5 separate regions of the Mus musculus genome follow, and all the other regions are linked to region 1. The links are chromatin contacts, called in public promoter capture Hi-C maps. All regions are on one chromosome and are shown on one strand. The core of a region is the stretch at or near the end of the contact, and the rest is flanking DNA. Distances in the headings are between cores, read along the strand shown.

Region 1 (5,297 bases), core at 1,598-4,097:
TAGCCCAGAAACTTAGAATACCCAAGATACAATTTGCAAAACAAGAAAAATCAAGAGGCAAGACCAACGTGTGAATACTTCATTCATCCTTGGGATAGGTAACAAAACACCCATGGAAGGAGTTAGAGACAAAGTTTGGAGCTAAGACAAAAGGATGGACTATCCAGAGACTACCCCACCCAGTGATCCATCCCATAATCAGTTACCAAACCCAGACACTATTGCATATGCCAGAAAGATTTTGCGGAAAGGACCCTGATATAGCTTCAGTGAGGCTATGCCAGTGCCTAGCAAATACAGAAGTGGATGCTGCTCACAGTCATCTATAGGATGGAACATAGGGGCCCCAATGGAGGAGCCAGAGAAAGTACCCAAGGAGCTGAAGGGGGTCTGCAACCCTATAGGTGGAACAACAAAATGAACTAACCAGTACCCCCAGAGCTTGTGTCTCTAGCTGCATATGTAGCAGAAGATGGCTTAGTTGGCCATCATTGGAAAGAGAGGCCCCTTGGTCTTGCAAACTTTATATGCCTCAGTACAGGGGAACGCCAGGGCCAAGAAGTGTGAGTGGGTGGGTAGGGGAGCAGGGCATGGGGGGAGGTATAAGGAACTTTCCGGATAACATTTGAAATGTAAATAAAGAAAATATCTAATTAAAAAAAGGAGGAAATAAACTATCTTGAAAAACCAAAAGAGAGAAAGAGGGAGGGATAGGGAAAGAGAGGAAGGGAGGGAGGGAGGGAGGGAAGGAAAGAAGGAAGGAAGGAAGGAAAAGGAAAGGAAGAAGTTGTACTAAGAACACCTCCTATGGTTTGAGTTTTATAAGCGGCGAATGGATTTCCAAGCCACAGGCCCAGCTAGCAAACACTTCTTACCTGGACTGTGGGACTGTCTTGTCCACAAACAGGAAGATGGCCTTCTCGGAGGGAAGCTGGATCCTTTTCCTGATGATCCACATGAACTGAGCCACAGTGATGTCCGAGGGGACCAAGTACTTCCTCTTGTCTATGTCAACAATCTGAGAGCCCGAGACTTTTTCCACGATCACCTGGGAAAGACGGGTCAGAAGCTCAGGCCAGTCCTCCACAGAGCAACTTTTGCCTGGAATCCACAAAGGCTGCTACCTGGTTCCCAGCACTGTGAGAGGGACGGCGAGGGAGAGCGAGCTCCAGCACTTACCCACAGGGCTTGATTGCTCCAGTCTGATGAGCAGAGTGTGGACAAGGCAGTGTGTGGGAAACGGCACAGATGAGTAAATCAATATGCCCACAGCTCAAGAAGCCCCGCTCTGGAGGCCCAGAGCTGACTGATATTCCTCATTTCTGATCTCAGCGTTTGTAAGAGAAGCACAGCTACAAAGCTTTCTATCTTCTTCCAGAGACAGGGTCTCTCTGTTAGTCCCAGATGTCCTGGAACTGTAGACCAGGCTGTCCCCAAACTCTGAGATCAGCTGCCTCTGACCCCTGAATGTTGGGACTGAAGGCACGTGCCACCCCACTGCAAGGGTAGCTCTCTAACATTTTATCTAGGCCGATGAAAAGATTGATCTGGCTAGGGTTTCATCTGTCATCTTTTGATCCATAGATAGACCCTGTTAGAGCATTCCAATCCCCAACAACACTGGAAAGAAATGGATGAACTAAGGGCAAAGCTATACAACTACAGCCACCCAAGAGCCGACATTTTCATTTGGCCTGTTGCTTCTCTCTGAACAGTTAACATTTATCCTCCTGCTTCTCAAAGGGACTGTTTACAAGCAAAGCACTACAATAGTAAGACTTTATGTCCTTCAAAAATCAATAGTGATATCAGAAACGATCGCCCCAACTAGGGCAGAAAGCAGAAATAAAGCAACATACTTATTGATTAGAGGCAAAACGAGAGCATTTCAGATTTGTTAGTCAAACAAGGATGGCAGAATCAGGGTAAAGAGAAACTCGAAGTTAAAGGTCCAGCGTTAAAGATGACTACCTTGAAAGGATGCTACCGTATCCAACCCCAAATGCCAGTCTCCCTCCACCATCATTCCCCAAAGTGGCAGTGACCTGTTGCCCTGTCCTAGAACACGGTTCCTTACATAATTGGTGAGGGAGCCGAGAGGCTGCAAGCAGCTTGCTGCCCTAGATCGGGAGATTCAGCACTGGTGCCCCTGGACAGCACCAGCCCCTTAAGCCCCAAGCTTGGGCCGGCGGAACCCCAGGCTGTCCTCGGTCTCTGGGCTACACCTTGAGACCTTAAGTTCTCAACTGTTGCACGGCCTAGCGCGCCCGCCCGACACCTCTCCTAGACGCTAAGGGTGACAGCGGGGTGAGGGGGCGGGGAGTCCACACTCACCGGAACTCGGTCGGGGTACTTCGCTCTGATCTTCGCGGATTCCACGCATCTGTGTTCTGGGGAAGAAGAAAACCAGGCTGACATTCGCACTTGCCGGACAGCAGGGCCGCCGCTGCCGGAACCCCTTCTTCCTGTCCGCCCTTCTCCGCCCGCAACCTGCCTGCGTGCGTACGCCCCGAGTCCTAGCCCCGGAGTCCCTCGCCACAGATCCCCTCAGGAACTCCCAGCGAGATCCACGTAGGGCGACACGGGTCCGTGGGAGGCGCCAGGATGCCGGGGCCTTGGCGACCCAGCGGGCCCGGCAGGGCGGCGGGAGTGGGGGAGGGGCCGCGATCTGGGGCCCCGCAGGCCGACCGCGCTTACCCAGAGAGTGGTCCTCCTTAAACATCCACTTCATGGCGACGGGAAGCGACGGAGCCGGCTCTTCGAGCCGCGGACTTCGGCGAAGCGACCACAACAACAACGGAGGCGGCGGCGGCAGCGACGACTACTCCACAGGCGGGACTTCCGGCTGCCGGAGCCTAGCAACCTCCCGGGGCGGGGCTTCCGGCGGGCCTGGTAAGAGCTTCAGTAGGCTACGATTACGTGAGAGGGCGGAGCCTAAGCGGAGACCTAGGAGCGCTCCTGGGAATGGAGACTGACGTAGGTGGCTGGGAAGTCTGTGAGTGACAGTGGAGACTTTAGGAATTAGTGACTGGAATGGAGTTTCAGGATTGTGCATGACAGGCAGGTCATGGCTCATAGCTTGGAACGCTTGTAAAGGGCTCTGGAAGGGGAAGTCTGGGGCTTAAGGAGAAATGAATATTAATTTTTGGCTGGGTGAGAAGGCGGGAGCTCGGCATGGAGGGATAACCTGTTCCAAGCGCTGTGTGCAACGAGTACTGGTGACCACCTAGAGGTCTAGTATAGGAGTTGTTGCACCTAAAATTTGATTTAAACAAATCTCACTTCCCACTCACGAATACATATTTTAAACATTCATGAACACTTATGAACAAGTACCACACATACTCATTTAGTCAACGGAATATCCCTGATCACAGAGATTCTTTATCGGAAACTGTCAGAGGCGAAGTGCCAGTGTCAGGCGGGGAGGATTCCTGGGAGAGCTGGTCATAAGACACCCTAGGAGAAGGAGCTGGCAGTGGGAGTGGCTCGGCACTAACCCTGAGCTGTGGGTGTCACCTGCCCTAGGCACAAGCCTCGAGGTTCCACCCCTGTCCAAGTCGTAGCATAGTCATCCAGGAAGTCGGCTCTGGGTCACCATCTGTTTATGCACTGGTGAACACAGAACATGAATATGCAGTTAATCGGCCACCTGACCACGTGCTTATATGATCTGCCGCATCTGTAGAGCCAGTGTTTGAACCTTGTCATCAATCATTCCCTACAGTTGAAATTCCTGATAGATGCTGTGGCTATAACTTCATTCTGAAAGTATTTGTTATTTTCCACTGGGGGGAGGGGAGAGACTCAGTTCCCAGCAGGTAAAAACGCTTGGTGCCAAGCCTGCCAGACGGAGTTCAATCCTGAGGACCCAAGTGATGGAGGACAACCTGTTTACAAAGGTTATCTTCTGGCCTCAAGGCATTCACTGTGGCAAGCCTCCATACACATACACACCCAGATGCAGGGAAGATAATGAAAATCTTAAGGAAAAAAAAATTTAATTTAAAGAACTTTTAAAACTTTGTGTTAGCTGGGTGTGGTGGCCCATGCCTTTAATCCCAGTACTTGGCAGGCAGGTGGATTTCTGAGTTCAAGGCCAGCCTAGTCTACAGAGTGAGTTCCCAGACAGCCAGGGCTACACAGAGAAACCCTGTCTGGAAAAAAAAAAAAAAAAAAGACTGTGTCTGAGCAACTAGGTGTTTGTCTTCTGCAAAACAAAAAATGCATTGAGTGTTATGTTGCAGACATAACACAGTGCTGTTCTGGAGACTGGGAGAAATCCATGGAGCAAAACAAACAACACCCCTGCTGTAGCAGAGCTTTTGTGCCTTGGGAACAGAAACTAAATGTCAGGTGATGACAGGTGACATTTAGAAAAGTAAAACAGTGGATGACAAGAACATGAAGCACTGCTGGGGTGGAGGGCTACTACAGAAATTGTCAACTGCCAGGAACACAGGGGACCCCAAGTGGCTAAAGAAATGAGAAGGAGTGGGACGAGATAAGGGTCAGAAAGATCTGGAACAAACCGGTGTTTTGAGTTGCACAACTGTGACTTTTACCATCAGGTAACAAGAGCTTTTAAGAAGATCTGTAATGCATTCAAGCATTTTTTTTTTTTTCAAGATAGGGCTTCTCAATTTAGTCCTGGCTGTCCAGGAAATCACTCTGCAGGGCAAGATAACCTAGAACTCAGAGATCTGCCTGCCTCTGCCTCCTGAGCTCCCGGAACTAAAGAACTTTGCCGACACGCCCAACTCATTCAGACATTTTTTTTAAACGATCAGGTTAACCTGGGAGTGTAGTTCAGAGATGGAGCACACCCAGGCCTGGATTTAATCCCCAATGTAAGAAAGAGAGAGACGGGAAAGAAATCACTAGCTGGAGATTTAGCTTAGCCAGTAGAGGACAGCATGCCTGAAGCCTTGGGTTCAATCCCTAGAAACACATAAACCAGCCTGGAGGTTTATACCTGAAATCTCAGTTGTTTGTTTGTTTGTTTGTTTCTTTTGTTTTTTTGGGGTTTTTTTTTTTTGGTTTTTTTTTTTTTTTTTTTTTTTTTTTTTTTTTTTTTTTTGGTTTTTCGAGACAGGGTTTCTCTGTGTAGCCCTGGCTGTCCTGGAACTCACTTTGTAGACCAGGCTGGCCTGGAACTCAGAGATCCACCTGCCTCTGCCTCCCCAGTGCTGGGATTAAAGGCATGAGCCACCACGCCTGGCTTTTTGTTTTGTTTGTTGAGACAGGGTTTCTCTGTAGAACAGCCCTGGCAGTCCTGGAACTCCCTTTGTAGACCA
Region 2 (5,303 bases), core at 1,146-3,645, 2.4 Mb after region 1:
GAAGGTGGGGTGGCAGAGGTGGGGACATGATTCACCCTTTCTGCGCTTTGCATTGTTTTAATATAACGTTTACTGAACTTCCCATATCCCTACACAAAAGACTTTGAGATTCCATACTACTTCATTTGTGGACCATACTTCATGGGTCCTTCATTGACGAATGTTTGTATATTCTCGAGTCCTGACTTAAGGGGACTTCCTAGATACACTTAATCACATGGCAAACAGACCAACTAAGAGTGTGTGAAAGTCATAATTAAATAAATGACTCAGAGGAGACTGAGGTAGAGGGGCCTCATCTGACCTTCTCTCTGTCTTCCTTTGGTGCTGGGCTTCTCACTCTATAGACTAGTTCATTCTGTTACTCTTCTAGCTGTGAGACAAAGGCTAGAACTCATGCTACAAAATTGCTAGTCTAGCTCCTAATTTTTGGCAAGTCATTTCCTAATTGAAAAATCCCATGACTGACAAGTCACTATTGACAGTACCCACAGAAGATGCAACTGGGATATTAGTTACTCTGCATTTAATTTCAAGGCTTGTTAATGCTATGAAATGTGATTTGCCTTTCTCCCCTTCATCAAAAATTATATTTCGTGGTCTGGATTAGGGCTGGGAGGATAGCTCAGTTAGTAAAGTGCTTGCCTGGGAAGGGTGAGGACCCAGTTCGATCCCCGGAAGCCATCTAAAAAGAAGCCTGGCCTGCGAGAGTAGCTCACGAACTCAGTGCACTCAGCCAGATCCTTGGGATTTGGTGGCCAGTCAGCCTAGCCAGTTCACCAAGTTGCAGGGCAGCCTGAGACCTTGTTGTCAACAATACAAAACAAAACAAACCCAAACCCAAACACCTAAGGTTGCCTTTGGTGTACAAACATGCACTGACAGGTGTATATACATGAGTATATACTCATGCACATACACAACAATGCACACATAAGATATGAATAAAATTTACACAAGAAATGAAATTGTTCCACCTATAAGCCACAGTTTATTTTAATAGTTTTATGTGCATGTCTTCCTGCCTATATGTCAAATTCCCTGGGACTGGAGTTAAAGATAGATGTGAGGTGCCACGTGGGTGCTGGGAGCTGAATCCCTGGTCATGTGGAAGAGCAGTCAGTGGTCTCAACCTCTGAGCCATCTCTCCAGCCTGTAGGTCACCCTTTAAATAGGGAAGCTGACTTCCAGGAGGGGTTTCATCAACTGTGAGTGTAGAACAAATTACTGATGAAAGAGAAACACAAAGAGAATTTGGACCCGTCTCGCCGTTAGAATTCACGTAAGCAAATCCCGTACTAGTAATAAAAAGAGGAAGGGGGAGTGTGGCGTGTCACCAGAGAGGGTCGGTGTGCTACAGGCCAGATGTTGGAAGGAGGGGGAAAGCGACACCACATCCAAGACAGTGTTCGCATGAGGGATGCAAATGGAGAATCATAAAAATTATGAACACTAAACACATTTGGAAAGCCAAGTTTTGCACGTAGACAAAGGATAGCAAGTTAAAAGGCAGATTTAAGAAATGCATTGAGTCTACAAACACCAAGTGAGACGGTAACACTCAGAATGGAGAGAGAGCGGAGGCATGCCTACTTCGTTGGAATTTGGATGCAAAAGCTCTTTGGAAAGAAAACTGGCCTCCTCTTTACACAACAGCTCTACTTTTGAGAATATGAACATAGACACAAAGACCTATGTTCATGTCTGTCAACAGGGCACTGATAGTAGTAGTCTTGCGAACTATCTTATACAGCTACTAAGAAAAGATTCGGAAGCAGTATGTAAAGTCTGATTCTTCTTTTTTGTAGAAACTTAACGTGTAATGCTTTCATAGGATAATGGAAATAAGCATCCTAAGATATAACCAAAGGACATATCTGAACATGAACTTATTTTCCAAGGATCTCGCTTAGTACCCCAGAGTGGCCTCAAACTTGTGGCAATCTTTATGCCTAAACCTCACAACTGCTGGGATTACAGCGGTATGTCACTTTAATCTACGTCAGGGCTGACGTCTACAAAACACCCAACGCATGTTTTTGATAAGAACCTGGTGGTTGGGTTCCCCCTGGTTCACAGGTGCCATGGAGGACACTTCGGTCTACATGTCAGCAACCCGGGCTCCTCCACCGGTTAGCTAGGGCACAACTGCCTCTTTCCTCACTGCCATCCTGGGAAAGACCCCAACTAACCTGGGCTGTATCCTTAGAAACGCTTCCTCCGACAGGAAAAAAAAAAAAAAAAAAAAAAAAAAATCCTCCCAAACGGAAGTGAGAAACACGGACGCAGAAAACGAACGTGCCACCGCGCGCCCCAGTCAATAGTCCGGTAATCCGACAAGATTATTTTAGTTCCTTTCCACTTTGCACTGGCCGCCAGCGACAGGAAGTGACGTCATTTCCGCCCTTAGTAAACATGGCCGGTCTCGTGTTGTCCTCCCTTGCACACCCCCGAGCCAGAGGCGGGGTGTTGACTCTTACGCCAAGCGCGATTGGTCGCAAGGAGACTCTGAACCCAGAGGAAGAGACTGAGGCTCGGAAGGCCTGTTCGCGGGGTTGCACTCTGGCGTCCCGGAACCCTGGATTTGTGGGCTGCTCTCGATGGTCTTTTTGGACGGATAGAAGGCTCCGCGCAGGGCATTATGGGACGATGATGGCCGCTTTCAAACAGCGGAATTTGCCTCTTTGAGACCCTCGGATCGAGCGGTGGCCGCGCTGGCGTCTCCAGATCAGGAACCGAAGGCCTCGAGAGTCGTGCTTGGTGAGGTGAGCGTCTCTTTCTCTTTCCAGATCTGTCCTTCGGCAGCCATGGCGGCTCCAGGCGGCCGGTGTCGGCTCGCGGCTTCTGTTTGGGCCCTGATTTCAGAGTTCCTCTAGTCCTTGTTACCCAAGTTTCTCTATTTGCTTGAGCGGAGAAGTTCATTCAGCCTTCTCCGGACTTTGTCCATGTTCTGGTCTCATCCCGGTGTTTGGGAACGGCCCCACGGAGATTCAGGGGTCCTCCCTGTGCCCTCGTTTAGGGCAGTACGCGAACCTGGTACCCGATAGTTGGAGAGCCTGGGTAGGGCTTCTGGTGCCTTCCTCCTGTCTCACTGAAGAGTCTCCACTAGATCTGGCGGATAATCTATAAGTAGAGTATTAACCCTAAGAGGAAAGGGCTCTTGTTTTTCCTTTATCGGTATTGTTGAGAATAGCAAGTGGATTAACGACGCATGCAGTAAGCAGTTGCTAACCTGAGAAGTCCATTGTGGCTTCTTTGTCACCGATGTTTCTCCATAGTCTGGCCGTGGACCGCTTTATTTGCTATTTTGAGCCGCTAATTAAGTCCTTCCTTGTCCTGTGTTGTGAATAATTTCCTGTCCAGAGAAATGTCTGACTTCCTGTTCGCTTTCAATAAATGATATCTAATCAGGTTTTTACTTTGCCATTTGTTAACAAGACAGACAGTAGTCTCTGCTTGCATGCAAATGACACTTTAGGATGTAAGTCGTTGTATCTCAGCCTTCCTGTCAAGATTTCTTAATATGCATATAAGATGCGACTTTGTTTCTCTCTTCTACCTCGGGAAACTTTTGCTTCTTCATCCACATTGTGTTGCAGCGCCCCTTGGGAGAGCTGTGCATGTTAATTAGAACACAGCAAAAGAAGTCTAGATTCAAAAGTCACAGTTCTCATGCTTTATAAACTTAATCGGAATGAGAATAATTAACTACATGTCCAACATAGGTCCAAGCTTATAATCGGGTGGTGTTAGATAAAGATGAATTTGACATCAGCCAAACACCTGGGAGGTCTTACAGTCTCTGAAACACGTTCCAGACATGCTCTTTCCTAACATTTCTTGGAAGTAATTTTGGCGAACACAGTTTGTTATTCAAGAGATTTTTTTTTTTTTTTTTTTTGCCTGCTATGGGATGCTTTTTTTCTCTTTTCCCACAAACCACTACTGATCCACAACAAAAGTCAGCAAGTGTGTAGAATATGGATGGTGAAATCGTGTGCTAGCTAACTTCTCTGCTCTGTGGAACTTGTGACTTAAAGGGAATGGGATGGGTGGGTGGGAGAATGCATATCAAAAACCAGGAAGGGAAGTCAGGGTACAGGAGCATAATACCAAGTATGCAACCGTCACATCAGTGTACCAACAATTGATTCTCACAGTGGTTCTGTGGATTGTGGAAAGCAGAAGTGATTGTGGTTTCACACATAGAGAACTAATGACTAACCAAGACAACTGCTTACTGTCCCAAAAAAACCAGAAAATGCCAAGAGCCTGGAGTGAGTTAGTTACTTAGTTTATTTCTTCCTTCCTTTCTTCCTTTCTTCCTTCCTTCCTTCCTTCCTTCCTTCCTTTCTCTCTCTCTCTCTCTCTCTCTCTCTCTCTCTCTCTCTCTTTCTTTCTTTCTTTCTTTCTTTCTTTCTTTCTTTCTTTCTTGTCTCACTAGAGAAGTGGGATGTGCTGCTACAGTTCATATGAAAAAGGCAAGCATGCCTGGCTTGTGTTCAGAGGCAGGGAGCTAATGGGGACTCCTAGAGGTGATTATTTTGGCCCATAAGTGGGAGGAAGTGTGTTCTGTAGAAGAGTGAGATAATGGGCAGAGGGACAAACTGGGAGGGAGAGAGCAAGAGAAGGAGAGAGAAAGAATATAAATGAGTGAATCCTTCACTAAATATCCTAGCTAGTGTGAAACTATGTAGCCCAGACTAGCTTCCCACTTGCCCCCCTCTGGAGCCTCTACCTCCCGTGCTGAGATTACAGGTGCATATCATGCCCAGCTCAATCGCCTGGGTTTTAATCAGGGTTTCTGACTTAAGTCCAGTTCCCCTATACTTCTCTTTATAAAAATCATTCTAGTCTGGTAAGAAGCCCTTAGTGAGGTTGATTCTTGTCTAGATGACACCTTCTCGATCCTAGTGTGTGGTCCATGTCCATGTGTCTCTGTGCCTTTTGGATGTGTTGGGGTGTGGTCCGTGTCCATGTGTCTCTGTGCCTTTTGGATGTGTTGGAGTGGGAACTGGTCAGCTTTTAGAGACTGATAGTGATTTGGTGAGGAAGTCCTCACAAGTAGCAGGAGGGGCTGGAGAGGTGGCTCCGGTGGTGGGTGCTTTCTTACAAGTGTAAGGTCCTGATTTTAGATCCCCAGAACCCATGGAGAGTCATGAGTAGAGGCACATCTGTGCTAAGAGTCAGAGGCAGATCCCAAGGAGCTTCTTGGCCAAATTAGTTCCCAGTTCAGTGAAGACCCTATCTTCAAAAGTAAATAAGGGAGCAACTGAGAAAAGTACCTGATGTTGGCCTCTGGC
Region 3 (5,014 bases), core at 257-2,756, 2.2 Mb after region 1:
GGATGCTTAAAATCTAACTAGTCTGAGAAAAGTCAACATAAGAAGTCAGCAGCGTTCATTACTATACAAACACCTGAGGGGTGCGGTCACTAAGAGACCATTCAGCTCGCTCTTCTGTTAACTAATCCCTATAGGAACCAAAAAAGTTATCTTCCTTTCTACCTACGTCAGATTATTATTCTCCAAGGGCAGCTTTCCATGCTCAAGCAAATATAACGCTAAAAGAAAAAAATAAATAAAAAGTATCAGTAAGTGCCCCAAAGCTCAGCTTTCAGAACAGAAAGAAATGCAGAAAGTTATTTTCACAGCTCCTTCGCACCCAAAGCCACTTGGCCTGCTTTAAACCCATTTGCTGCGGAAATACACCCTAGGGTGGTTCGACGGCTCTCCGACACCAAGCCCTAACTGGGAAGCAGAACCGACAGTTCCAGGCAATGAGGAAGAGCCTGAGAATTACTAGAAACCGACGTCCGCAGAACCGAGAGTTGGAGAGGAGAGTGAATAGTGCGGTCTCAGGTGAGTTCTTTAAAAGAAAAAGAGAAAGAAGAAGAAGGAAGAAGAAAAAAAAAAAAGCGAAAGTGTTTGGACCAGAAGTTAGTTGGAAGGTTAGAGGGAGGCGAGGCCGATGTCCGGCTTTCAGTGGACGGCACTGCAGGGACCAGGCAGAATTGCCCCTGCGTGGGAAATGCTCAGAGTTCTCAGATCTGACCCGAGTCCCCAACACAAGAACGCTGATACGTGGCTCCGAGAGGACACGCGGGGGTGGGGCCCGGCCCCGCTAAATCCTAAGCTCCCCGAACGGAGCGAGCTTTCAAAGGAGCCTCGCAGCCTGAGAAAGTCAATGGGTTCAAGGAGGCCTGCGGCGGCCAGACCACGCCAAGGGAAGAGGAAAGCGACCGCGCACGACAGCTCCGGCTCTGAAGCTCCCGAGGTCGGCCCTCAGGAAGTCCAAGCAAGCCCGGGGCTCCCGGGTCCCTCCTGACCCAAACCTGGGTCCTCCTCACCCCCCACCCCCCACAGGCTGAGCCCGGACCCCTGGGACTGACAGGAGGTTTCCGGCCAGACGCTCGCGGCTGCGGCAGAGCCCAAGAGCCGACCCGCCCTCGGTGCCGCGAGTGACACTCACCGGCCCGAAACCTCGAAGGAAACCAGCAGCTTCGGGGGCGGCGGCGGCAGTGGCAGCAGGAACCGAACATCCAAAATGGCGGCTCCCTCGGCCTCAGCACCGCGACTGCAGGCGGAGGGATCCCGGGCGAGGAGGGCGCCTCTACCTCACGCCTCGCGCTTCCCCGGGAGACGCCGCTCCCCGGCTCCCTCTCGCCGGCCGCCCCGCGTCCCTCCGACTGCAGCCCGTGCCGTCTCCCACCCCGGATGACCCGAGGACTCGGCCCCCGCCGAGGACTATTTGCCGAGGAGGAGGCGACTGCGCCGGGCAGAGCGACTCAAAGCGTAGCAAGGGTCGGGGCTGTCACTGATGACGCTCGACGCCGCTGCCGAGTCACCGCTGCGAGGAGTCTGAGCTAGCACGCTCCGGCCCGGCCCTGGAGCCGTCGCACTTTGGTTCCGTTCTGGGGGGAGGGGAAAACTGTGCAGCCAGGAAACGGTGGGGGTCACCTGAGGTGGGCGGAGCTCAGCGAGGGAGCTGGGGAAGGCGGAGAGGAGATGCAGGGGAAAGCGCATAGACATGGTGTGACCAGTTTTGTCCGAAAGGATTCCTAAGTGGTCCTCGTTGGCCAGAGGTTTCTGGTCAACATTAGAAACATGCTCCAAGTGGCTTTGGATTCTAGGGTTTTATGGTATCTTCAATTTTTTTTTTTTTTTTTTTTTTTTTTTTTTGCGAAAACAGGTAAAAAGATGAAACCTAAGAATGGATTCCAAGCACAGCACCACCGCCTTGTGCGGCAATCTCACCTACGATCCAGTCCCCTCCTGTGAGGGGAAAAAAGAATCTGGACAAATGTCAGCTAAAACTCTTCCAGAATAGCTTTTCCATCTATGATTGAATGAACTAATGACCTGAAGCAAAGAAAGTCTAACTAGACAGTTCCTGGCGTGATAAATAATTACTAACTTGTGACCCAAGTCTTTTCCATGTGAACCTAGAGATCCTTGATATCTTGGCCCATTTAAAGGAAAGGTGACCTACCTAGAATAAAATCTTTCCGATAGATTGACAACAAAGGTATCCCAGATGTGAATAAAACACAAGACTACACTGAATACCAAAGACCAGGAACTAAGCAAAAATCCTGAGTTTCAAATTTGAGTGTCATAAACAGGAAGTTGCATCTTTTAGACATTCGTTTTTCATGCAAGGATTTCAAAATACAGACGTTGAGCTGAGTAAGTCTAGCCATACAATTTTGACCTTGAATTTCTGGAGCATGCCAAGTGGCTGGAAAGAAAGGATACCAAGGGCACGATCAAATTTATTAAATATTGGTGTCATATTGATCATAAGGTACCATCGTATGTACAACCTAGCCCGCTAAGCAATCTCGTGAGTCAAAGTAAGTAACCAAAGTTTACAAATAATGAGATTTAAGACTTGAGAAAAACTACAACTGTCTCTCACAATGGAGTCTGCCTTAAGATGTCATCTTACACAGAAAATTCACCACACCCCATATACATATTCCAACCCATACCTACCGGTTTATAGAGCAGAATGCTTACGGAATTCAAATCCTCCTACCTTTCTTCGGGGCATCTGTACAGGGCAGCCCTAGGTACACCCTAAGACTAGAAGAACATCATAATGCTAGCACAGTGCAGATTACTTTGAGCCAGGCCTATGCATGAAACATGCCAAATTCACTGTGAAATTTCCGTAAAGGAAATCTTCAAGCAGAGATGCAAGGCAAAGGTAGCCAAGTTTTCCACATGGAAGATTAAAATAGTTTTTATGGGCCAAAATTAAGTGTTTACCATAGCAAACAACAAAAGTTTTATTTTTCTCTTTTCTTCTCCTTCTCCTCCTTCTCCTTCTCCTCCTTCTCCTCCTCCTCCTCCTCCTCCTCCTCCTCCTCCTCCTCCTCCTCCTCCTTCTTCTTCTTCTTCTTCTTCTTCATCCTTTCTCTCCTCCTCTTTTCTCCTCCTCCTCCTCCTCCTCCTCCTCCTCCTCCTCCTCCTCCTCCTCCTCCTCCTCCTCCTCCTCCTTCTTCTTCTTCTTCTTCTTCTTCTTCTTCTTCTTCTTTGTCCTTTCTCTCCTCCTCTTTTCTTCTTCTCCTCCTCCTTCTTCTTTTTGAGACAGGGTTTCTCAGTCTTTCCCTAGAGGTCCAGGAATTCTGTAGCCCAGATTGGCCTCAAATTCACAGCGATCTGCCTGCATCTGCCTCTGCCTCTTAAGTGCTGGGATTAATGAGAAAAAAAAAATGTCTTCTTAAGAAGGACTTGACGAAGCTGTGGTGGCAGCATCTGTAAGCTCAGTTTCTTAGAGGCTGATGCAGAGAGATTGTGAGTTGGAGGATAACCTTGGCTGCATAGTGACTGATCTCACAACATCTCCTCCCTCCAAGAAAAGCTGAACACTCAAAGGAAAAGAGCAACTTAGACCCCTTCTCTGTTGTTCTTATTGTTGTTGTTATCATTTTCTTCACTTACACTTTTCTTTATTTAAATTACTACTCCATAGCCTGATGTGGTGGCATACAACAGAATCCCAGCACTTAGGAGGTAGAGGCAGAATCAGAGTACAAGGTCTTCCTTAGCTATATAGCAAGTTTGAAGCTAACTTCAACTACCTGTGACTCTATCTCAAAAAGATTAAAATTGTAAATATAATCTCACTATCCTAATATGACAGATAGTCAAACAGTATTATTAAATTTAAATTTGAGATGCTGGGGAGATGTTTTGATAGTTTAAAAAGCACTTGCTGTTCTCACAGAAGATCCAAATTCCGATCCCAGCTCTCATGTCAGGCCACTCCAGCTGCTGTACACTGTACCTCACAAAAGTACATGTAGCTTACAATTTACACAAGTATTTCCACAAAGGTTGATTCACTTGTTCAGCATGCACCATGAGCTTGTAAGCCACAAAGATATTATTTAAAAGCTTGGTCTCTGGCACTAGACTGCCTAGGTTTAAAACCTTACCTTAGCTGGAGAGCTAACACAAGAGCATCGGCTAGTCTTGCAAAGGACCCAGGTTTGGTTCCCAGACCCACAAGACAGCTTACAGCTTATCTCTAGCTTTAATTCCAGGGGATCCTGCACCCTCTTCTGGCCTTCACAAGCATTCAACACGTAGTACACATACATACATACATACATACAAACATACATACATACATACATACTACAAGCAAAATACACATGAGATTAAAATAAATCTTTTTTAAAAACCAACCCTGCTTTCCTATCCTTATTGAGTTCCTTTACATCTTTGAACACACCTGCTCCTCAATGTCTGCATCCCTGAAGGAAGCTCATAGGAATATTGGCATCTTTGAGCCAATCTGATAGATGACCTGATACACATAAACCAGTAGCTAGCAGCTAGGTGTAGTGATGCAAGCTTTTCATCGTAGGACTGGCAAAAGCAGTTGGATCTTTGTTAGTTCAAGGTCAGCCTTGTCTACAGAGGGAATTGCACACCAGACTATATAATGAAATCCTGTTTCAAAATGAATGAATTTTAATTTTTTTTTATTTACTTTGAAAAATAAAGCAGTCACCGGCACGGGCTAAGGGGTCAGCAAAATCCATAGCTGTCTTAAGATGAGTTTTTCAATCCCAAGTTTAGAAATATGGAAAGAAGGCCTCAGATAGGTAAAGTGGGCTGCTCCTCTTTTTGTGGGGAGAAGGAGCTGGTCTTGGAGTGACATAAGTTCAATCCCTGAAACCCACATGTTGGAAGGAAGGAGCTGGTTTCTGCTAGTTGCCCTCTGACCTACATGCATATGCTGTGGCATGGTGCATGCCTGCATCCATGCAAAATAAATACAATGTAAGACCAAATAATACAAATAATACCATTCATTTATGTATTTGCTTATGTATTTATGACT
Region 4 (4,766 bases), core at 896-3,395, 2.3 Mb after region 1:
CACTCGCCAGGCTTTTGGTTCCTTAAGACGTCATCACCTCCTGGAGGGGCACCAGACTCAGTTAAGTCCCACTCTTCAGAGTTAGACAGGGGAGGTGGCTCAGTGAGCAAAACACTTGCTGGGCAGATGTGAGGACCCAAGTTCGAATCCCTGGAGCCCATGTATGGCCAGGCATGGTAGCCTCCCATATCTGTAATCCCAGTGCTCTTAGGTGAGATGGGAGGTGAAGGAAGGAGGATCCCAGAGACCTGTGGGACCTGGGGTACACTGTGGCGGACAACAAAAGAGACCTTGCCCCAAACAAGGTGGAAGGTGAGGAGAAACATCGGAGTTTGATACTCGGCCTCCACACACGGTGGCACTAAAGCACATATATGCCCAACTTGTCTGGCTTCCAGCAAATGAAAAGTTACGACTTCTCCCTGAGTATTATAGATTACTCTTCAATATTTAGATATTTTAATCATAGATCTTAGAATTAATTACCTAGACATTAGGGAGACATGATGATATAATAATTTCTTGTTTTTTTTTCTTTTTGCTAAAATTGCAAGATTATGGTACTCGATTTTGTAAAAAAAACAATAAAGAGGTAATTTCTCTCCTAGCTTCTGTTTTAGGAAATCTGGAGGCAAAGATAACAAAGAAAGTCACTGTAAGAGTTTTTTTCTCTTTAGAATCTTGTATAATAGCAACTATTTGTATACCTGGAAAGCCAACATTCAAAAGGCTTTCCTCTTCATTCAACATTCAACACTTAAGGGGGGGGTGCGTGGTGGGGGGATTGAGAGTTTGAGACCAGTTTGTGCTGAATACCAAGTTTCAGGACATCTTGCACTATAAAGCAAAACTGTCACAATATAAAACAAAACAACAAAAATTCCAGATACCCCAAATCAAATAAAGCAAAATAACACCATACATGAAGACTCAGGAATTAAGTTTTAGACAGGCTCTGACAAAAAGCTCATTGCCACCGGTCAATGATGGTGCACACCTTTAATCCCAGCACTCAGGAGGCACAGGCAGGAGGATCTCTGTGAGTTCAAGGCCTGGAACGTGATCTACAGAGCACATTCCAGGACAGCCAAGGCTACACAGACAGACCCTGTCTCAGGGGGGGAAAAAGTACATTGCCATTGCTATGGAGACAAATGTTGGCCGAGACACAAAAGTGGAAAGCGTATGGAGAGAGATTGATGGTCAAACTAACCCTTTTTCTGATTATAAAAGCTGAAAGGGGGCTGGAGAGATGGCTCAGAAGTTAAAAGCACTGGCTGCTCTTTCAGAGGTCCCGAGTTCAATTCTCAGCAACCACATGGACACTCACAACCATCTGTAATCGATCTGATGCCCTCTTCTGGCAAGCAGGTAGATGTGCAGATAAAGCACTCATACGTAAAATAAATAAATCTCAAAAAGGGAAAAAACAATACCTTAAAATGTAATCTGAAAAAAAAAAAAAAAAAGTGGAAAGGCCAAAGATGACTTTCTTCCACCCTAGAACACAGCCCAAGAAAGCTTTTCCCCTCAACATTCAACACGAGAGCCCTACCTGTCTGATTTATCCCTGGATGCGATCCGGGCAGCGTCAGGTTTCCCCTGACCCACCACACTGTTTCTTCATTCAGGAAGCTTTTTAGGAAACCCCGAAGCTTGGGGTTCCACGTGTGGGCTAGGCGTCCTCTCTGGGCGTGGCAGTAGTTATCTGCTTCCTGGAAGTCACAGAAAAGTCTGTTAAGCTGATAGCAGCTGTTTCCCCCATGTTGCTCCCGGATGCTTGGTTTACGTCCCAAAATATCACCCAGAATGACACCGATTCTAATGTACAGCCAGAGCCAGGACCGCCTCTGCAAGAGCATTTTTCTCTCTGTGCCGAGTGAGAAGAGAGAAGATGTACGGAGGCTCGAGTGAGAAGAGAGATGTACGGAGGCTCGAGTGAGAAGAGAGAAGATGTACGGAGGCTTGGCAGCTGCCTGGGCTTTTAAATAGGACTCAGTGAGTTTGTCAGAATCGTCCGTATTGTTCTTTTGTGGGTTGGGAACAACCTGCCAAGGAGATAAAGGTTTTGTTTTGTTTAGGGAAGCTATTTCTCACCGGCTGCAAATGAATAGCAAACGGGGCTTTACAGTCGGGGGCACCAATGTCTCCATCTGTGTCTACACGCCCAGATGTATCTTTAGCAAATAAAGACCCATTATGACGCCAAAGCTACCTGCAAGCAGGGAGAGGTTGGTGGATATCGAAACCAGTGTTACTAGACTTGGCGAGCTTAGTTCTTAAAGCATGGGCTCTAACACAGAACCTTATGCACTCTATACAAGCACCCTAGCAATGAGGTATGTGTCCAGAAAAATGGATACTTTTTTATGAAAAGGAAAACTTTCTTTTGTTGTTGTTATTTTCAAGACAGGGTCTCACTATGTATCCCTAGCTGTCCTGGAACTCACTATGTAGACCAGGCTGGACTTGAACTCAGAGAGATCCACTTGCCTCAGCCTCTTGAGTGTTGGTATTAAAAGTCTATCTATCTATCTATCTATCTATCTATCTATACACACACACATATATACATACACACACACACACACACACACACACACACACACACATATATATATATATATATATATATATATATATATATATCCTCTTTTTTATCTATTCATCTGTCATCTGTTTACAGGCACCTGAGCCACTGCTGTAGCTTGGCTATGGTTAACAGTACTGAGTATTAATATGGACACACAGGCTCTCTTCTGAGTGCTGACTTCATTCCCTGTGGGTATACACCTAGTCTTCATATAGCAGAGTCATATAGCATCCTTGTAGTTTGTTTTTTTAGGAACCTCCCTATTGTTTGCTACAGGTTACACGTGGTTACACTCCCACCAACAGTGTATAAAGGTAACTTTCCCCGATTTTGATGAGGGCCATTCTGAGTGACGTGAAATGGATTCCCAGCATAGCTTCGGGTTGTATTTTCCTGATGGCTGAGGATGAAGGGTTAATGGTGTCTAAGCAGCAGCTGGGCTGAGAGGCTCTGGGCAGGAAAGTTGATTGACAGATGACATCTATGGAAGCTCCTAATCAGGAGATCCACACAAACCCGCTGGGAGCTACCACTTCCTGACTACAGGGGAAATGACCTGCAGATGGACTGGGCTCTTCTGCCCCCAAGACCCCAACTCCACATGTACATGGTCCTTGTTCCTGCGGAGAGACCATCACCTTTCATTGTGCTGAGAAAAGGACAAAGTGTTCCCAGGGAAGGCCAGTTTATTTTTTTATTTCTGTGGCAACTCAGTCTAACACAGGGTGTGTAGCATCTCCCCTCCCCATATTTACCAGCTGTCTGAGAAGTGTCAGCTCAGATCATTTGCCATTTATTGACTGCATTACTTATTCTCCTAATAACTTTTTTTGGGAGTCCCTTTATACATCCTGGATACAATCCTTTGCCAGAATACTGGGCTGACAAGGAGAGTATTTATTTGAAAAACTCAATCATAGGGGGCTGGAAAGATGGCTCCATGGTTAGTAGCACTAGTTCTTGCAGAGGACCCAGGTTCAATTCCCAGCACCCACATGCTGGATCCAGCCTTCTTCTGGCTTTGAAGGTACCAGGCCATGTACATGGTATACATACATACAGACAGACGAAACACCCGTATACATAAAATAAAAATAAATAAAATCTTTTAACTTTTTTTTTGAGACAGGGTTTCTCTGTGTAGCCCTGGCTGTCCTGGAACTCACACTGTAGACCAGGCTAGGCTCAAACTCAGAAATCTGCCTGCCTCTGCCTCCCAAGTGCTGGGATTAAAGGCATGAACCACCACTGCCTGGTTTAAATCTTTTGACTTAAATCAATTACAGGACTCAATGAGAATATTTTCTTCTCTGGGCATATATATGTGTGTGTGTGTGTGTGTGTGTGTGTGTATATGTATATATGTGTGTGTGTATATATGTATATATATATATGTGTGTGTGTGTGTGTGTGTGTGTGTGTGTGTGTGTATGGGTTTATTTGACCAGAGAGAATGTGATCATGTCATTTGTCAGAAAAATGGATGGAACTGGAAGTTTTCATGTTAAGCAAAAATAAGTCAGATGCAGACGAAGAATTATCACATGGTTTCACCCATCTGTAGAGGCTAGAATTTAAAGGCAACCTGGAACCAGTAGAGGAAACACTATGGGAAGTTCAGGGAACCAGGGAGAGGGAGGAGAAGGAGTGGGTAAGATAACTTAGGAGTATGAACCCCACTGAAATAGGATACATTCATGTCTGGAAATACCAAAGGCTCTGGCTCTACAAGGAAGCTCTTTAATTGAACAGTAATGTGTATTGTTATAGTACACATTATGTAAAGAACATATATTATAATACACATTATGTAAGAACATACACATTATAATACACATTGTGTAAAGAACATAGTTACAGGACACACTAGCTAATATGTAGTGATGTAAATTAACATGTCTGTCATCTCAGAGTTACCCCTGAAAACTCATTTTGTGACAGGGTCGTTGAGACCTACTCATGCAGCAGGAACCTCACTCCCAGCAGGATTCTACTGCAGACGAACATAAAGACTATTGCCGATAAACCTCTAGACTTGTGTGTCCTCCATGTTTGCTGCCACTAGGATTGGCCCGGATGGCTGTATTCTGTTTCTTACCTGCACGAAACCAAAACCACACGTGAACCGTATCTTGAAGCTCGCTCCAAGCCATATAAGCAGTCATAAAAGCCA
Region 5 (5,040 bases), core at 1,972-4,471, 2.1 Mb after region 1:
GTATTACGTTATGAAGTGTTTCTAAGGGACAACAGGAGAGGAAGAACCTTTCAGCTCATTAGAAATGTTTTGGAATTGGTTGTTTAGAGCCCACATGGCATTCAGGAAGCAAAGGCAGGAGTGCTGCAAGTTCTAGGTCAATATGGAATATATAACAAGTCCCAGACCAGCCAGGGCTACACAACAGTTAGGGCTGAGCAGACAGCTCAGTCAGTGATGTGCTTGGCACGGAAGCACAGGATCTGAGTTCAAGTCACTACACATGAGTAAACTCAGGACGTGGCAATAAATACAGGCAACCCCAGTGCTGGAAGATGGAGACCCAAAGGCTTACTAGGGAGCCAGTCTAGTAAGTTGGTTCAGTAAGAAAGCCTGTCTCAAACAACAAGGTGAAGAGCAATAGATAAAGACATCTGACATCCACCCCTGACCTCCATACACAGGCACACAAACATGCATGCACCTAAACACAACTTCAAAGACATCTATTTTGATAAAAACAAAAGACAAATAATATTCAAACCAGACTGGCTGTAACTTCCTATCATCTCCTGACTGATTAAACTAAACCATAATCTCAAAAGCATAGGAAACATCTGAAAACCTCTTGAGCCTGATTCAGGAACTTGAGAAAGTTTTAGAACTTTGACATACATTCTACGTTGCTCAAACTGGCCTTAGACCCTGAGGCTTAAGTGTGATCTCATGTCAACCTTCTGAATAGCAGAGGCCATAGGTACAAGCCCAGAGCCTTGGCTTAGCAGTGCACTTTTTATAAAATGCTCCAGTGTCCTATGGTCCTTGATATAATCTGAATAAATTATGTTGGCTCAGTCATGTAAGGCTTTTATGAAGAGCTTTTTATGAAAACTTGAGAATAATGTTCATGATTTGGGTGTAAGTATAAAGGAATAAAAAGTCTTTTTGTTTATTTGTTTTGTTTTTCAAGACAGGGGTTCTCTCTGTATCTCTGGCTGTTCTGGAACTCTATAGATCAGGCTGCCCTAGAACTCAGAGATCTGCCTGCCTCTGCTTCCCAAGTGCTAAGATTAAGGCATGCATCAACTTTTTATAAGTATTTTGATGCTTGAGCTGAGGAATAAAACCAGAGCCTTGTATGTTGGAGGGCTGCTGACCCTCCCTGCACTCCTAACCCAGAGCCATGCTCCTAGGCTAGAGAAGTCTTTACAAACATCTCCAGAGAAAAACCTGTGGGCAAACATGACATTCTTCAAGGTTCAGAAAGTCTGCTGCTCACCTCTTGTACTCTTTATAGGCTAAAATTGAGAGAGCGAACCACTCAGCAACTCCAGAGAACTTCTGCTTGCGGGACACACAAGGCCTGTTTCCATGACCATCTATCCCACTTATTTACGAGGATTAGTGTTAACTAATTCAGGAAAGCAAGGCCAGGAAGGCCTTTCAGAAAGACTTTCATGGCAAGAGCTCAATTCTGACCAAGAATCAAGACTGACCGACCCATCACTGGAATCTTTCTAATGATCCCAAAATGAGAGCTTCAGGAACCCTCCATTCATGCAATTGGCCATTTCAACATGACCCAAAAAGGTTACAAGAAAAGTTTTTTTTTTTTTAAATTGACCATCCTCTGCATACCAAAAGCCATTTGATATCTCTCAAAACTATTTCCTCATAAGTTAGTCCTGCAGATCTCTTGCCTGTACTGAATCCACTCACAATTTACAGTTCGTTATTTGCTATCATTTTAAATATCTGGAAGACTTTGAGTAATTACACTTCGATTTATGCTTGAGTAAATTCCAGTGTAGGTAACAGTGTAGGTAACAGTTATGAAGTTAGTCTAAAGTAAACTATGCATTAACACTGGGAGGTGCCAGAAAATAAAATTTCAGTCTACTGAGTATTGGTTTTATGAATTCACTAAGTACAACAAATAAATTTTTCTGCTGCTTCCATCTTTGTGCTACTTTACTAATAATCTTAATAAAAGGAAATATTACTCAACAACAATCTCATTTAATTACTTAAGGTTTGCTTTTAACATTAAGTATCTTCGATGTTTGGCAGACTGGTTTCGAAACACATTAAATCTTAATTTTCTTCCCCTTCTTTGGCAAGTTTTAAATCCTGCCAATTGCTCTTCTAGAACTCTAGAGGAATTCCATTCCACTATTCCAGTTCGTTTATATACTGAACCTACAGAAAAAAATGTCTCTGCACTATTTCAGAGGTTAGTAGAGAACTCCACCCAGTTAGCCACCTTTTAGCCATCTCTGCTGACCTCACCTCAGCTCACCTTCTGCATTCTTCCTGCATAGAAACTTCTTGTCATCACTCACCTTCAAGGCTCCACTCCCCTTTCCCCTGCATCTGTTTTCCTATCCTCCTACTCCCCTGATTCTACCAAAAAGCCCCGCTTAGCTGCCTGTTGCATAACGGCTCCCCCACTGCCTTCTCCCCGGATTGTCAGCCAAGCAGGAGTGCCCCTTCGGGCTCTGCTCTCCCACCCCCGCCCCCCAAACCCTGCAACACGCCCAGCAGGTCCACAGGCAGCAGATCCTCCGGGACTGTCCCCCGAGCGGGAAGCGCGGGGTGTTGCGTCTTGGAGCCGAGAGCCGGTTCGGAACTCCCGCAGCCAGTCCCGAGGGCAGCGTGGCCGCTCCCGCCGGCGCAGCCCGCGCACACCGCGGCGCCTGGCCAATCGCCGCCGCCATCCTCCAGCTGGGGTGATGTCTTCAGGTGTCCGCCGAGTCCTGCGTACTCGCCGCCTGACTCCCGCCAGGCGCGGCCGGCCCTCGGAGCCCCCCGGAATCCGTCCCGGGGCCCCGGGCTAGGCCCAGCGAGGAGACTGAGGTCCCGGGGATGCGGGGAGGAAGGAAGGTGGGGGCAGCGGCTGCCCGAAGGCGTGGGCCTGCCGGGCGGCGGTCAGGGATGGACAGCGCCGGGGACCAGGGCGGCGGAGGCCAGGGCGGGGGCGCGGCCCGGAGGCCCCACAGCAGGCCCGCGGCGGCCCGGCCAAGTGCAAGCGGCCCAGGGACGCAGGGCGGGGGGCGCCCGCCGCCTCGGGCAGCTTAGCGAAGGCGGCCACAGCCCTCTTGCTTCCTCCCTCTCCCTGCCGTCTCACCTTTAGGACCCGAATCCCTCCGGGCCGGCGAGGCGCCGCCGCTTCAGGTGGCTCCGGGGGCTCCAGCGGGCCCGCGGGCACGGGCTCCACCTCCCCCATTGGCGGCCAAGGATTTACAGAGACGCCCGGCCCGGCGCGACAGCGCGAGCCTCGGAGGCGCGCGCGAGCAGCGGGAGGCCTCGCCCCTCCGCCTAGACCCCGCCCCTAACCAAGACGCTCCGCCCCCTTCGGTCCCTCCCCGACCCGCTGGACCTGCGTAGTCGTCAGCCTGGCGAGGCCGGAGTAGAATTGTGGGAGGCTGGCGCCACTGCAGGCGGAGTAAGCCTCTGCTGCGCTCCACCCTGAGCTCCTAGGACCAGGGCGCAGGGAGAGCAATTTGGTACTTTCTGGATCCTCCAAGAAGCGGCCAGAGGAAGTGACAGGTAAGGCCTGCACCTGTTAAAATAGACAAGATACAACCCTCCACCATGGGCGGCGCTGGAATTCTCCATCCAAGACGCTTCCTGCTCCCAAATGTGTCTTGTCCCCTGGCACCCACTGGGGGTGAAAGAACTGTTGCTTATACTCACCTCTTAGGGATAGCTGGCGACCTTCTTCATCAAACCACCTCAAGTACACTAAGCTTTCCAGGCACAGTTCAGTGTCCTTTTCCTGTAATCAAAGTATCAGATTTCCTTTCTCGTCCTCAACCACTCAACCAGTAACATGGTGTGTAAGCCCGCTTTCTATTTTGCAAGTCTTAATTCACCTATTTTAAAAGCTGACTCTTTTTGTTCCTGGAGTGAAAGATAGTTTTGTGGTTAGTGGGCCAAATTATAAGTCTGCCTAATTCCAATTCCAAATCTCAATTGTACTCTTTTTTTTTTTTTTTTCTTTTGGTTTTTCGAGACAGGGTTTCTCTATGTAGCCTTGGCTGTCCGGGAACTCACTTTGTAGACCAGGCTGGCCTCGAATTCAGAAATCCGCCTGCCTCTGCCTCCCAAGTGCTGGGATTAAAGGCGTGGGTCACCACACCCCGTTAATTATACTCATTATTAGATCTATACATTCTATACATGTACAAATTACTTGATCTAATTCTTTCGGATTTTTTTTTTTTTTGAGACAGAAAATTACACATAGCCCAGGCAGACCCGAACTCACTATATAGCCAAAGCTGGCCCTGAACTTTTAGAGTCTCCTGTCTCCACCTCCCCAGTGCAGATGTGCACCACTATGCCCAGCTTCAGGTGGGTCTTCCGTGTTGTTATGGGTATTAAGTCTATGCAACACAACACGTGTATGACTGATGATAGAGGCCAGAAGACAGTGTCGGATCCTCTGGACCTGGAGTTATAGATGGTTGTAAATTGACAGGTGAACTCTGGGAGTTGACCCTGGGTTCTCTGGAAGAGCAGCCAGTGCTCTGAACCACTAAGCCATCTCTCTAGACCCTTGCGTTGGTTCTTAAGGAGTGAATGAACTAGATTAACATCTGCCTGGCCATTATCAAGGTGGATTGGACAGAACAAAGAGCCTAACTCATATTAAAGATTCATAGTAGCCACTGTAATTCTGAAATTCTAGGTTTCCCAAAAGGTGATTAGCATTAAACTGCTCCTACATTTTGTAAGAAGCCTTCTAGATCTCTTCATTTTTAGGGCTTCCTCTCTTATGTATGTGTTGAATATTCAGCCAACTTGTAAGGGATTAAAAAGCAAAACAACTTCTAAGATAACCGGGCAAAGGGTCACTTATTACCCATTGCTTCAGTTTGGCCTGTGCAACTACTTGTCTGGAGTATTTTAACTGTAGGCTTAAAAGCAACAGCATTCGAGATAGACCTGGCCCGCCCTGTCTTAAGATGTTTTGTTCAATTTGGAGCTAATTGACATGTCAAGATAAAACTTTGCGGGCTGGCTAGATGGCTCAGCAGTTAAGAGCACTGACTGCTC

The links. Promoter capture Hi-C pulls out the DNA fragments that hold promoters and counts their contacts.
Region 2: a promoter capture Hi-C map of pre-B cells shows a contact between it and region 1, with 5 times the contacts expected there. The contact joins the promoter of Dhx38 here to the promoter of Gabarapl2 in region 1. A contact is called at or near these places in 1 of 39 promoter capture datasets (pre-B cells) and 2 of 9 other capture datasets (adipose tissue and liver).
Region 3: a contact with region 1 is called in a promoter capture Hi-C map of liver, with 4 times the contacts expected there. The contact joins the promoter of Ap1g1 here to the promoter of Gabarapl2 in region 1.
Region 4: a promoter capture Hi-C map of pre-B cells shows a contact between it and region 1, with 2.8 times the contacts expected there. The contact joins the promoter of Pkd1l3 here to the promoter of Gabarapl2 in region 1. A contact is called at or near these places in 1 of 39 promoter capture datasets (pre-B cells) and 1 of 484 Hi-C or Micro-C datasets (CD4 T cells).
Region 5: a promoter capture Hi-C map of erythroid cells shows a contact between it and region 1, with 4 times the contacts expected there. The contact joins the promoter of Phlpp2 here to the promoter of Gabarapl2 in region 1. A contact is called at or near these places in 2 of 39 promoter capture datasets (the C10 cell line and erythroid cells).

What each region holds. Positions count from the first base shown.
Region 1 is chr8:111,938,253-111,943,549 of GRCm38.p6, reverse strand. Gabarapl2 (gamma-aminobutyric acid (GABA) A receptor-associated protein-like 2) reads right to left here and starts at 2,847. Exons shown (of 4, transcript NM_026693.5): 1 at 2,698-2,847; 2 at 2,335-2,390; 3 at 876-1,048. The coding sequence starts at 2,731.
Region 2 is chr8:109,562,953-109,568,255 of GRCm38.p6, reverse strand. It overlaps Dhx38 (DEAH (Asp-Glu-Ala-His) box polypeptide 38), which reads left to right and starts at 2,395. Exons shown (of 27, transcript NM_178380.2): 1 at 2,395-2,765. Txnl4b (thioredoxin-like 4B) reads right to left here and starts at 2,364. Exons shown (of 4, transcript NM_175646.4): 1 at 2,193-2,364.
Region 3 is chr8:109,775,075-109,780,088 of GRCm38.p6, reverse strand. It overlaps Ap1g1 (adaptor protein complex AP-1, gamma 1 subunit), which reads right to left and starts at 1,506. Exons shown (of 24, transcript NM_009677.6): 1 at 1,127-1,506.
Region 4 is chr8:109,611,613-109,616,378 of GRCm38.p6, reverse strand. Pkd1l3 (polycystic kidney disease 1 like 3) reads right to left here and starts at 2,145. Exons shown (of 33, transcript NM_001286454.2): 1 at 1,556-2,145; 2 at 1-40. The coding sequence starts at 1,862.
Region 5 is chr8:109,866,784-109,871,823 of GRCm38.p6, reverse strand. It overlaps Phlpp2 (PH domain and leucine rich repeat protein phosphatase 2), which reads right to left and starts at 3,221. Exons shown (of 19, transcript NM_001122594.2): 1 at 3,107-3,221. The coding sequence starts at 3,205. Gm17344 (a long non-coding RNA gene) reads left to right here and starts at 3,294. Exons shown (of 4, transcript XR_003947453.1): 1 at 3,294-3,528.